Regions from separate parts of the Mus musculus genome. Here region 2 is linked to region 1. The links are chromatin contacts, called in public HiChIP or PLAC-seq maps. All regions are on one chromosome and are shown on one strand. The core of a region is the stretch at or near the end of the contact, and the rest is flanking DNA. Distances in the headings are between cores, read along the strand shown.

The links. HiChIP or PLAC-seq counts read pairs in DNA pulled down with a chosen protein or histone mark.
Region 2: an H3K27ac HiChIP or PLAC-seq map of large pre-B cells shows a contact between it and region 1, with 2.5 times the contacts expected there. The contact joins two enhancer-like sites. A contact is called at or near these places in 1 of 115 datasets of contacts at active chromatin or transcription factors (large pre-B cells) and 2 of 9 other capture datasets (adipose tissue and liver).

What each region holds. Positions count from the first base shown.
Region 1 is chr6:29,883,441-29,889,536 of GRCm38.p6, forward strand. Ahcyl2 (S-adenosylhomocysteine hydrolase-like 2) reads left to right here. Exons shown (of 17, transcript NM_001171000.2): 7 at 183-289; 8 at 2,678-2,794. Among named protein-coding and RNA genes, the nearest start is that of Strip2, 31 kb to the right of the region's middle. Within about 2 kb of position 3,956, at least 11 of the 459 cell types and tissues checked have an H3K27ac peak or open chromatin away from gene starts, as enhancers often do.
Region 2 is chr6:30,228,850-30,234,585 of GRCm38.p6, forward strand. The region is part of intron 5 of Ube2h (ubiquitin-conjugating enzyme E2H); the gene reads right to left. Among named protein-coding and RNA genes, the nearest start is that of Gm31221, 54 kb to the left of the region's middle. Within about 2 kb of position 1,517, at least 41 of the 459 cell types and tissues checked have an H3K27ac peak or open chromatin away from gene starts, as enhancers often do.

The DNA of each region.
Region 1 (6,096 bases), core at 2,706-5,205:
CCCCGTCTCTTTTCTTAGAGTATAATGACTCTTTTATTTGGTAGGTTATTGTATTTACTCAGACTTAAAGTTACTTTTTATAACTATATGGAAAATTTTAAGTACCTGTACATTGGTACTTGGAAATTGGGAAGCCTACAGCTTCATCAAGACAAATGACAGTCCTGGTGCTTCTGTTGCAGATACTGGATGATGGAGGAGATCTGACTCACTGGATTTATAAAAAGTATCCCAACATGTTTAAAAAAATCAAAGGCATAGTCGAGGAGAGTGTTACTGGAGTCCATAGGTAAGATTTAACAGTCATCCCTAACTTACATAGAGAATCTTATGATCACATGTCTGTAGAACATATTACATTATGTGGAAAATTGAAGTTTTTCTATAAGGTAACAAGTGTAAGGCTAGTCATTTATTTTAATTAACAATACAAATTGCAAACCTAAAATGGTGAGCAACTCAGATGAAGAAGCAGGTACGGTCCTCATGTTTTCTTGTCACTGTGGTGCAGTGACTGCTTGCTCTTTTGGGACATTCTTTTGGTAAATATTTATTGAGCTACTACAATGAGCCAGGCACTGTTCTGTGATAGAGACTCACAGTAGATAATAACCTTTGTCCTCTCTCACAGACAGCAAGCCAGGGCTTTGGGTTCCATCACAAAGTAGCCTTGGATAAAACTAGAACCATTTCTGTTAGTCGTATTCACCAATAAAGAATTGAAAGCACCGGTCAGTGGTGGCGCACGCCTTTAATCCCAGCACTTGGGAGGCAGAGGCAGGAAGATTAATGAGTTCGAGGCCAGCCTGGTCTACAGAGTGAGTTCCAGGACAGCCAGGGCTACACAGAGAAACCCTGTCTCCAAAACAAAACAAAACAAAAAAAGAATTGAAAGCATGAAAAAAAACTTTCACTCAAAAGCATGCCACCATGACTGCTTTAATGTTTTCCAATCTCTTGAACATATAAAACTATAGCTTGGAGATGGAGAGATGGCTTAGTGGCTAGGAGCACTGGCTGCTCTTCCAAAAGACTCGGGTTTAATTCCCAGTACACACATGGCAGCTCACAACTGTCTGTAACTCCTGTTCCAGGAGATCCAATGCCTTCATAGGGACGCACATGGCAGGGAAAGCACCAATGCACATAAAAGTAAAAAACAAAAAGCCCTATAGCTTTCAACAACCTTCTGATTCTTAGAATGGGCTAAGTTATTAAATTTATATGTGTGTACATATGTGCTCACATACTTGCATGTCACAAATGTAGATGCCACAAGAAAAGACAACTTGTGGAAATTAGTTCTTTTTTATCATATTAGAGCCACAAATTGAGCTCAGAATGTCAAGTTTGGCAGAGACCTTACCCACTGAGCCTTATCCTAGCCCCAGGAGGTGAATTTTTAATAAAACAAATACTTCTCCTTTTTAATGGACTTAGTTTTTAAACTCATGTATGTATAGCTATGCATTTTATGGGTTTGTATATTGTTATGAATTGGAAACTACTAATAATGGTAGGATTATGCTGGATTTTTTAAAGTATTGTTTAAAATTAGTTCTTTTAAAGCTATTTTTAAGATTGTGTGTGTGTGTGTAAGAGAGAGAGAGAGAGAGAGAGAGAGAGAGAGAGAGAGAGAGAGAGCATGCATTAGGTTTCCTGAAGACAGAGTGGCAGGTGATGCCAAGCCACTAGATGGGATCAACGTGGATCAGTCTCTGGACAAGCAGGAAATACGCTCTCAACCACTGAGTCACTTCTCCAGCCCCCACATTACTTCTTTTTTTAATTATTAAAAAGGAATATAAAATTTATATGAAGGTTGGAAGAGATTGCTCAGTGGTTTTAGAGCTCTTGCTACATTTGCAGAGGACCCAGAGTTGGTTCCTAGGATCTACCTGGCATCTCACAACGTTGGTTACTCAAGTTCCAGAAGATCTAACATCCTCTTTGGGCCTCACCAGGCACCCATGCCTTAAACATACATGCATTCAAGTAAACACTCATACACATACAATAAAGCTAGTAACTTTTCTAAAGTCTCAGTCTTGCAGTGGGCATGGTAGTGCATGCCTTTGATGCCAGCAGAGGCCAGTGGATCTCTGTGAGTTCCAGACCAGACAGGACTCCACAGTAAGACCCTATCTCAAAACAGAAGTCTCCATCTTTAAAAATAAAAACGAAAAAGATTTATATGCAATTAAATATATTAAGATCTTAAAACATAGTTGGAAGATGGCCTAGGCGGCCATCACTGGAAAGAGAGGCCCATTGGACACGCAAACTTTATATGCCCCAGTACAGGGGAACGCCAGGGCCAAAAAAAAGGGGAGTGGGTGGGTAGGGGAGTGGGGATGGGTGGCTATGGGGGACTTTTGGTATAGCATTGGAAATGTAAATGAGCTAAATACCTAATAAAAAATGGAAAAAAAAAAAAACATAGTTGGATCAAAGCTTTTCCCTACATGGTTTTTTGAATATGAGCTTTATTGCCAGGCTGGATACAGCTTCTAGAAATACATTATCTATTTCTCTGTATCTGTCTTGTAGGATGGAATTAGTTATATCTTTTCTTTCATGCTCAGTCCATCAGTATATTTCAGGGATCAGACATGAAACCAATCGTAGGTTGTAATGTCTGGCTGTTTTATGTTCCTCTTGCCTCTTTCCTTCCCAGGCTGTACCAACTGTCCAAAGCTGGGAAGCTGTGTGTTCCCGCCATGAACGTCAATGACTCAGTCACTAAGCAGAAATTTGATAACCTCTACTGTTGCCGTGAATCTATTCTTGACGGGTAATGTCTGCTATCTTTGAGGTGGTCTTGGGTTATTGCCTGACGGTTCCAGCTTCTTTGGTTTTAGTTATTTCTGGAACTGTTTCATGTTTAACCACATCACACCCAGAACTGTGTAACCTGGAGCTCAGTTGCTATCACTCACAATTACAAGAAAAATCTCTTTCACTTAGGATATTAGACTGGGGCTAGAGATTGGGCTCAGAGATTAAGAGCCCTTGCTCCTCTTCCAGAGGGGCCTGTGTTTAATTCCCAGTACCCACATGGCAGCTGACAGATGTCTGTAATTCCAGACCCAGGAGATCTGGTGCCCTCTTTTGGCCACCACAGGTACCAGGCAAACATATTCAGACAAAGCACTCATGCACATAAAAGTAAACAAAATTTTAAAAAAGAATTGATGCATATGTAGCAGAGAATGGCCTAGTCGGACATGAATGGGAGGAGAGGCCCTTGGTCCTGTGAAGCTTCTATGCCTCAGTACAGGGGAATGCCAGGACCAGGAAGCGGGAGTGGGTGGGTTGGGGGAGGGGAGAGGGGCTAGGGGGTTTTTGGAGGGGAAACCAGAAAAGGGGATGACATTTGAAATGTAAATAAAGAAAATATCTAATAAAAAAAAAAGAGCAACCTAGGCTATATAACAAGTCTGAGATGAGAATAATCTCGACTTATAATAATAAAATAGGCAGTGAAATAAAAAAAATAATTGAGATTAGCTGCTGTTAGTAAGAGTTTATATTTTGTGCTATTAAAATGGCATAACAATGATTTTGAAAGAGATCTCAGCTGATCCTATTTCAGATCATGGTTCCCATAACATACTGTATAGTTCTCATGTTATTACTGCCATAGAGTTCTTGACTATCTAGAAACTTGTGGGAGGAAAAATGAACTCCCAGAGGCATTTCTGCTTTCTGCTGTATGAAGGTTGCAGGTCTGACAGTATTCACCCTGTCTCCACCCTTGTGTTCTGGCGTTCTTTCATTAACTGCTAGCAAGACCCTCATGTGCAGTCAATTCCATTGGTGTAACTAATACTTGACATACTCAACTTTTGAAAATCAGAGCTTGATTTTGGCTCAGAGTTTTAGAGGTGTTGGTCTGTGGGCAGATGGCCTTGTTTGCTTTGGGGCGTGCAGTGAAGCAGTGTGTGGTTAGTCAGGATCATGTGACAAAGTAAAGTCGACTGCTTCTGACTGAGACGTAAGAAAAGAGTAATGAAGGCACTGGGTCCCCTCTACCCTTTCAAGAATCTGTTGCCAGTTCCTAGAACGCCTCTCACTAGACTTGACCTCTTAGAGTTTTCAACACATTTTAGTAAAGCAAGCAGGGGGACCAAGCCTTTATCATATGAACCTTTGGGACCATTCTAGATCCAAATCATAGCCCTCAAGTAATTGTCTAAGTAAAACCATCAAAATAGCTTAGAATGTGGCAAGTGCAGTGTTTCCATCCCGTGTGAGTTAAGAGAGAAAATGAGGAAAGGTTCTGTGGACTGTATTCCTAGCCATTCAGTGTGTGCTGTGACACTACCGGTGGGCACTGGATCCAGAAAGACCTCAGTTTAAATGCTGCCCCCATTACCTATTTATTAACTGTAATCCCTTGCTTATCCTCCTTGCATATTCCCTCATCTGTAAAATAGTAACTTTGTGACCTACTTTATGAGGGTTTTTTTTTTTTTAACTTTATGAGTTATTATGAGAGTTAATAAGACAGGGTAAGTTATTCAGTGTTGTTACCTTTCTCCTGTAAAAAAACCAACCAAACAACAGTCAGGGTGGCATTTCACTGTGCACACCCAGCTGATCTGGAACTTGATACATAGCGCAGCCTGGCCTCAATAGCACAGTTCTTCTTTCATTGTGCTTTAATACAGGCATGTGCAACCAAACCCAACACCTTGCTTCTCTGTCTAGAACTTCATGTATAGTAAGTTTTAAGATTCAGTTAGAATCTAGGGAGGTTTGTCTTTTTTTTTTTTTTTTCTGTTTGGTGGAATGTTCGATGTACATTGTACCTATGGTGGCCTACTATATTACTAGGGAGTCAGTAGTATCACACAGACTAAATGTTTTCCTAAATTCTTAGCTCAGTAGTCAGCTATGGAGTATCCTCATGGTGAGTGTCATTGTGACAGATACCTCAATTCTGACCACATTAATAGTCATTTGTATATATTTCATTAAAATACTTAACTACTCACCACTGTCTTTTGACTTTTCAAATACCGGATGTGTGAACCTAAAGTTGGCCTATACCAGGATCAGTAAAAGATATGTGAAGAGAACTCTACTAATTCAGAAAAATGGATAGAGCCCCTCCCAACCTAGTTTACTCCCTCAGTAAGAAAGAGTATTAAGGTTGTACAAGAGTGTACGAGAGTGACAAGAAGCAGCAGAGTGGAGGTTATGGTTAGATTTTACAGTGAGGAGCAGGGACCTGGGCTGTCATCTAAACTTGCTAAGTGGTACAAGCTCATTGGTACCTGCAAACAGTGCCAGACTGCAACTGGGTCAAGGGAAATTGTTCTCTCAGTAGAGATGAAAGCAAGAGAGATGAAAACTGCTCCAGAGACACCTAAGTAGAAGCCAGGGATGGTGGCACACATCTGTAATCCCAGCACTCAGGAGGCCAAGGAGGTGAATCGAATGTTCTAGGCTATTCTTTCTTATTTAACAAATTTGAGGCCAGGTTGTGCTACATAAGATCCTGTCTCACAAAACCAGAAAGAAAAGGAGGGGCAGTGGAGCAGGCAGGCACTTTGGCTAAGAGAGCATCCACATGAGAAAGGTATTAATACTTAATCTTCTATAGTTCTGAGATGGTTACTTGCTGTATCCGTCCCTTTACATGTCGCTAGGACCAAACACCTGACAAAAGCAACACAGGCATAATCCAGTCATGACAGGAAGTCCTGGCAGAAGGACAGCCATCCACAGTCAGAAAGCAAAGAAGAATGCTGATGAAAGAGATGAAGATGGTGCTTTCTCCTTTTCTTTGGTCCAGGGCTCCCATCCATCAAGTGGTACTGCCTATGCTGAGGGTCTTCCTATGTCCGTTAACCTAGTCTAGAAACTCCCTCAAAGACATATCCAGAGGTTTAGTACCGTGGTGGTTCTAAGTCCCCTTAAGTTGTCAGTCAGAATTCACCATCACACGGGCATCAGGGAGCCCTGCCAACACCTCCTTGTGTACTGCTGACTAAGATTCCACTTGAGGAAGAAGAAAAATTCCCCCGAAGCTCCAAAGGAGCTCAGCTAGGCTTTTCACATTGTAGAGTAGATAGTGTTTTAGCTCTC
Region 2 (5,736 bases), core at 267-2,766, 340 kb after region 1:
CCTCTGCCAGGTCTCATCTCTGTCAAGGTGGACCTTAAAGGGCATGCAGGACTCCAAATTCTCACCCTGACAACCAGGAAAAAGACAGTCAGTCACTTCTCTTCAGGATCAAGTTCCAGCTCTACAGCATATGCTTGGCGAGCCCAAGGCCCTGGACTTGGTCTCTTAACACAAACAGGACAGGACAGAGGAGTATATACGTCTCTGTGTTCTGTTCTACCCTGGGCAGTCAACAGCCACATCACTGTTCCCCTTTGTTCCATAATTCAGTAAGGAGCAGGCTCAAAGAAGAGGAAGTAAAAAAAAAAAAAATCTTGCTCACACTTAGAGAAAAAGATGAACCCAAGGTGTCATCACAGGGTGTCAATTCCTGTGGTCTAGAACCCATGATTTCTTCTATGACTTACACAGAGCTTTCCTGGGATTCTGGCCATTGTAATTCAAATTATGGCTATGTAAACTGTAGTCATTTTAGGATTTTAATCACATTATTCATATCCTTGACTACTAAGGGAAAAAAAATCAGCCACTGAATTTCCAAAATCCTACCATCAATTCACAAGCAAATCAGGAGTTTCTACTGTTTCCAGAATAAAGTCAACCATGAGACTTTACTGCAGTGCTCGGCCAGGCTAAGTACTGACTGTAGGGAGCCAGGGCAGGCGTCCTGGGGGCGTTCTAAGGACTGGAACAGAGGAGGGCATGGTGGCACAGGCAAAAATCCCAATACACTTCGAGACCTCATCTCAAGACAGACAGACAGACAGACAGAGAAAACAGCTGGGTGGTGATGGTGGTCCATGCCTTTAATCCCAGGGGCATTAAAGGCAGAGGCAGCCCTCCTTACAGAGTGAGTTCCAGGACAGCCAGGGCTACAGAGAAACCTTGTCTTGAAAAGCCAAAAACAGATAAAGAAAAAAGGAGATTGAAACTGCATAAATAATTAAAGACGCCCTTATTTCCTTTCCTTTCCTTTCCTTTCCTTTCCTTTCCTTTCCTTTCCTTTCCTTTCCTTTCCTTTCCTTTCCTTTCCTTTCCTTTCCTTTCCTTCCCTCCCTCCCTCCCTTCCTTCCTTCTTCTCTCTCTCTCTCTCTCTCTCTCTCTTTCTTTCCTCTTTTCTTTTTTATAATTTCAGACTAATTAATAGATGTTTAAAATCCTTTTCCAGCTCCTGGGGAACAACAGAAGATCTGGAACGTGTTTACACATTTTCTTCTCCTGCTTACAGTACATGAGCAGTGAAAAACTACAGTGAGAATCTACAAACAAATGAAATGCTTCATTACTCCTTTTTTCTTTTTCTTTCTTTTTTTTTGGGGGGGGGTAGGGGAGCCAGGGACCCCCACTGTGTAGACCTGGCTATCCTGGCATTCAAGAATATGTCCAAAACTCAGATGTCAACCTAAAGAAGGCAAGCCTTACTGGCCCATGGTTTCAGCACATGGTTGGATGGAGCAGTGGCAATGAGAGCATGCAGAGGAGGCGCCTTCCTTGTTGGCCAGAAGTGGAGAGCAAGCAGGAGACCAGGGAGTGGCTGTAACTTTAAAGGCATGCCTCTAGTGACCTACTTCCTCTAGCTAGAGCCACCTCCTAAAGTTTCTACACCTCCCAAAATAGCACTACCCACTGGGGACCGACTGTCCAACACATGAGCCTGTCGGAGACACTTCACACTCCAACCACAATACCTACGTACCTCAGCAACCAGAGAGGCTACACTGCGAGTAACTTACCCAGTTATGGGCGAGAAAAACATGATAAGGGGCTATAACAGGCAGCCGGCATCCTCAGAAATAACACTTCAGTAAAGCTAATGAGGAATAGCCTCAGACAGGTAGACCATCTTTAAAAAGTTTGAGATTAAAAGTAACTTTCTCTAAAATAAATGCTGTTGGATCAAGAAAGAAAGACCCCACATGGCACATCCAGGAGGTTAATGGATCAGTCACCACTGACCTTGAATTCCACTTATTGGTAGTATTTTTGCTTTTCAGTATTTTAAGCTTAAAGAAAGTAATTTTGTTCTTTGAGGGGAAAGACAACAGTAAGGCTGTAGTATCCTAAGACCTGAGGAACACTAAAGTCCTGCTAACTGCCAGACCACCAGGTCACCAGTCTGACCTAAGAACCATTGTATCACATTTCGTGCAAGTTAATTACTTACATACTTACTGTGATATCAGAGCGTGAACCCAGGACTTTTACATATGGTAGGTTAAATGCTTTACCACTGAGAAACATCTCCAGTACATGGACCATTTTAAAAGCACTCTAGGTGGGAATGGTAGTATATGCCTTTAGTTTTAGTACTTGGAAGGCAGAGGCAGGCAGATGTCTTTGAGTTTGAGTCCAGTCTGGTCTATGAAGTGAACTCTAGGCCAGCCAAGGCTACATAGTAAGCCTGTGTCTCAAGATAAAATAAAATAGGGCTAGAGGGATGGCTCAATGACTAAGAGCACTGGTTGCTCTTCTCAAAGAACTGGATTCAATTCCAAACACTCACATGATGACTCACAACTGTCTGTAACTCTAGTTCCCCAAGGATCTGATATCTTCTCCTGCCCTCTGAGGATGCCAGTCAAACGTGGTGCAAAGACATACATGTAGGCAAGACATCCATCCATATAAAACAAAGTCATCTAAACCCACATATAAAGTTATTTTCCTGGGCTGGAGAGATGGCTCAGTGGTTAAGAGCGCTGACTGCTCTTCCAGAGGTTCTGAGTTCAAATCCCAGATACCACACGGTGGTTCACAACCATCTGTAACGGGTCCAAAGCCCTCTTCTGGTGTGTCTAAAGACAGTGACAGCACACTCATAAGACAAACAAACAAATCTTTTAAAAATGGGAAAAAAAATCCCCATTAACTGCTTAGTTGTAGTCCCTTCCCAATGTATTTAACCTGAAAATGACCTGAAACAATGCATACTTCTGTATATCTCAGATGAGCAGCTCTCAAAGACACTGCTCATCACCTCAGAACACTTCTCACCTTATTGGGGTGTTTTTTAGAGGTCATTGTAGTTCAAACCTGACACAACCTTGCTTATCTTATGCTAGGATTCGTTACCAACCTTCCTGAAATGAAGGCAGTTAATCTTTAATCAGCCAGTCAGTGTGGTATACACAATAGTTACACTAAAGCTTTTATTAGAACTTTGAACTACCAGGCAATAATAGTTGGTGTTAATGTAAGAAAAAAGAGCCAGTTATCTTTATTCCCAGTACTGGGGTGGGGGTGGCAGAGGCAGAAGATCTCTGAGTTCAAGGCGAGTCTATTCTACAAGGTGAGTTCCAGGACAGTCATGGCTATACAGAGAACCCCTATCTCTAATCTACCACGACCCCCCCCTGCTTCCCAAAAAAGATAACTACGTGCAATTATAAGCTAAGAACCCATAGGTTGTGATGGTGTAAACCCTTAATCCCAGCACTAGACAGGCCCTTTATCCTAGCACTGTGAATTCAAGGACAGCCTGGTCTACAGGTTGAGTTCCAGGACAGCTAATGCTACACAGAAAAACCCAGTATTGACAAACACAAAAAAGAAATCTATCTATAAGATAAATTTTGCCTATTATCATAAACACAGATTAAAAACCAAATCAGGGGCTGGAGAGATGACTAGGTGGTTAAGAGCACTGACTGTTCTTCTGAAAGTCCTGAGTTCAAATCCCAGCAACCATATGGTGGCTCACAACCACCCGTAATGAGATCTGATGCCCTCTTTTGGTGTGTCTGAAGACAGCTACAGTGTACTAACATATAATAATGAATAAAGATTTAAATAAAAATAATCAGAGCTCCTCGTCTTATTTAAGAACTAAAGTGAACCCTGTATCTATAGCCCCAATAAAGCAGGTCAGCTTCATGGGTCCTATACTGGCTGGATTGGGATGCATAATCCACAAAGCCTGGGTTACTACATGGTCTAATGCTGACCAGTGAACATGACATACCCAATCCACTAAACTCTTCTACTGAAGAACAACTTTTCCACTTGCCTGAAATAGTTGCTTTCTGAAGAGTTACAAGTCCATAAGGGGGGCTGGTCATGGAGCTAGCTAGCTAAGTCCTGTCAAAGCCGGCAAGCCTGAAACTAAGCGCGCAATTCCTCTCTTCTGTAGAACAGGCGGCATTCCTCTCATGCTGAGAAGAACCTGTTCTACTTAGCCTCTACCTACAAGATGCAGAATGATACCAGGTATGAAGTTATGAGTCTACACATACACAGACACAACACTGAGCCTCTGGGCCTCTTCAAATAGTTGTTGCCCAACCAGTCATAAAGATGAACACACAAACCTCTCAGTGTATCTACTAAACTCAAACTTCTACAAACAGCTGAGCATCTGTAACACATGGCACCTGGGAGGCACACTGAGGGACAAACCACCATTCCCCCTCCTCCTCACCTTCTCATCTTTATGTTCATTGGTGTTTTGCCTACATGTCCATCTATGTGAGGGTATCAGATCTTGGACTTACAGCTGGGAGCTGCCATGTGGGTGCTGGGAATTGAACCTGAGTCCTCAGAAAGGGCAGTCAGTGCTCTTAGCTGATGAGCCATCTCTCCAGCACGGCATCTTTTTTTTTTTTTTTTTTTTTTAAATGGAGTAAGGGTTTCTTTTTTTTTTTAATATTTATTTATTTATTATATGTAAGTACATTGTAGCTGTCTTCAGACACTCCAGAAGAGGGAGTCAGATCTTCTTACAGATGGTTGTGAGCCACCATGTGGTTGCTGGGATTTGAACACCGGACCTTCGGAAGAGCAGTCGGGTGCTCTTACCCACTGAGCCATCTCACCAGCCCGGCATCTTTTTTAAAAGCAGTGTTTCGCCATGTAGATTAGACTCACCTGGAACCTGTACTCTCTCTGCCCTGGCTGTCCAACCATTAGGATTACAAGTGCTGTCCATCAGCACAGCTCAAGAAAGGCCTTTCCTGGTTTTGTCTTTTTCAATACAAGGTGTCAAATCCAGGAGTGCTCTACCACTCAGCTACATGCCTCAACAAAGCATCCGATCCATCTGCCTCTGATGGAATTAAGCGCTATTAACCATCATTCCTGCTAGGAGGTGGTGTGCACCTTTAATTTCAGCCCTCAGGAGGCAGACACAGGCAGATCTCTGAGTTTGAGGTACAGAGCAAGTACCTGGACTGCCAGAGCTTCAAAGTGAAACCTGTCTTGAAAAGCGAAGCCAAACCAACAACAAAACACCTATAGGCCAATCTCATGGAAACATTTTCTTAAGGTTCTCAGATGACTCCGGGTTGTTCAAGTTGTTCCCCTCTCAAAACAAACAAGTAAAAAAAACCTAGCACAGACTTGGAGCTGGGCTTACAGGTGGTTGTGAGCCTCCTGCTGTGGAAACTGGGAAACAAACTCTGGAAAGGCACCAGGCACACTTGACTGGTGAGCCTCATCTCTCTTCAGCCCTCCACCAATTCTTCTTTTTCTTTTTTTTTTTGTTCTGTTTTGTTTTGTTTTGTTTTTTCGAGACAGGGTTTCTCTGTATAGCCCTGGCTGTCCTGGAACTCAGAAATCCACCTGCCTCTGCCTCCCAAGTGCTGGGATTAAAAGTGTGCGCCACCATTGCGCGGCTCCTCCACCAATTCTTAAATCACATTTCTCTTTGACACTGAATCCAGATCCCCTGTCTGCAGTTTAAGTTTCCAGTGCTTTCATCACTGACGTCTGCGAGAGCAGGAAGGGATGGAAGAAGATTGT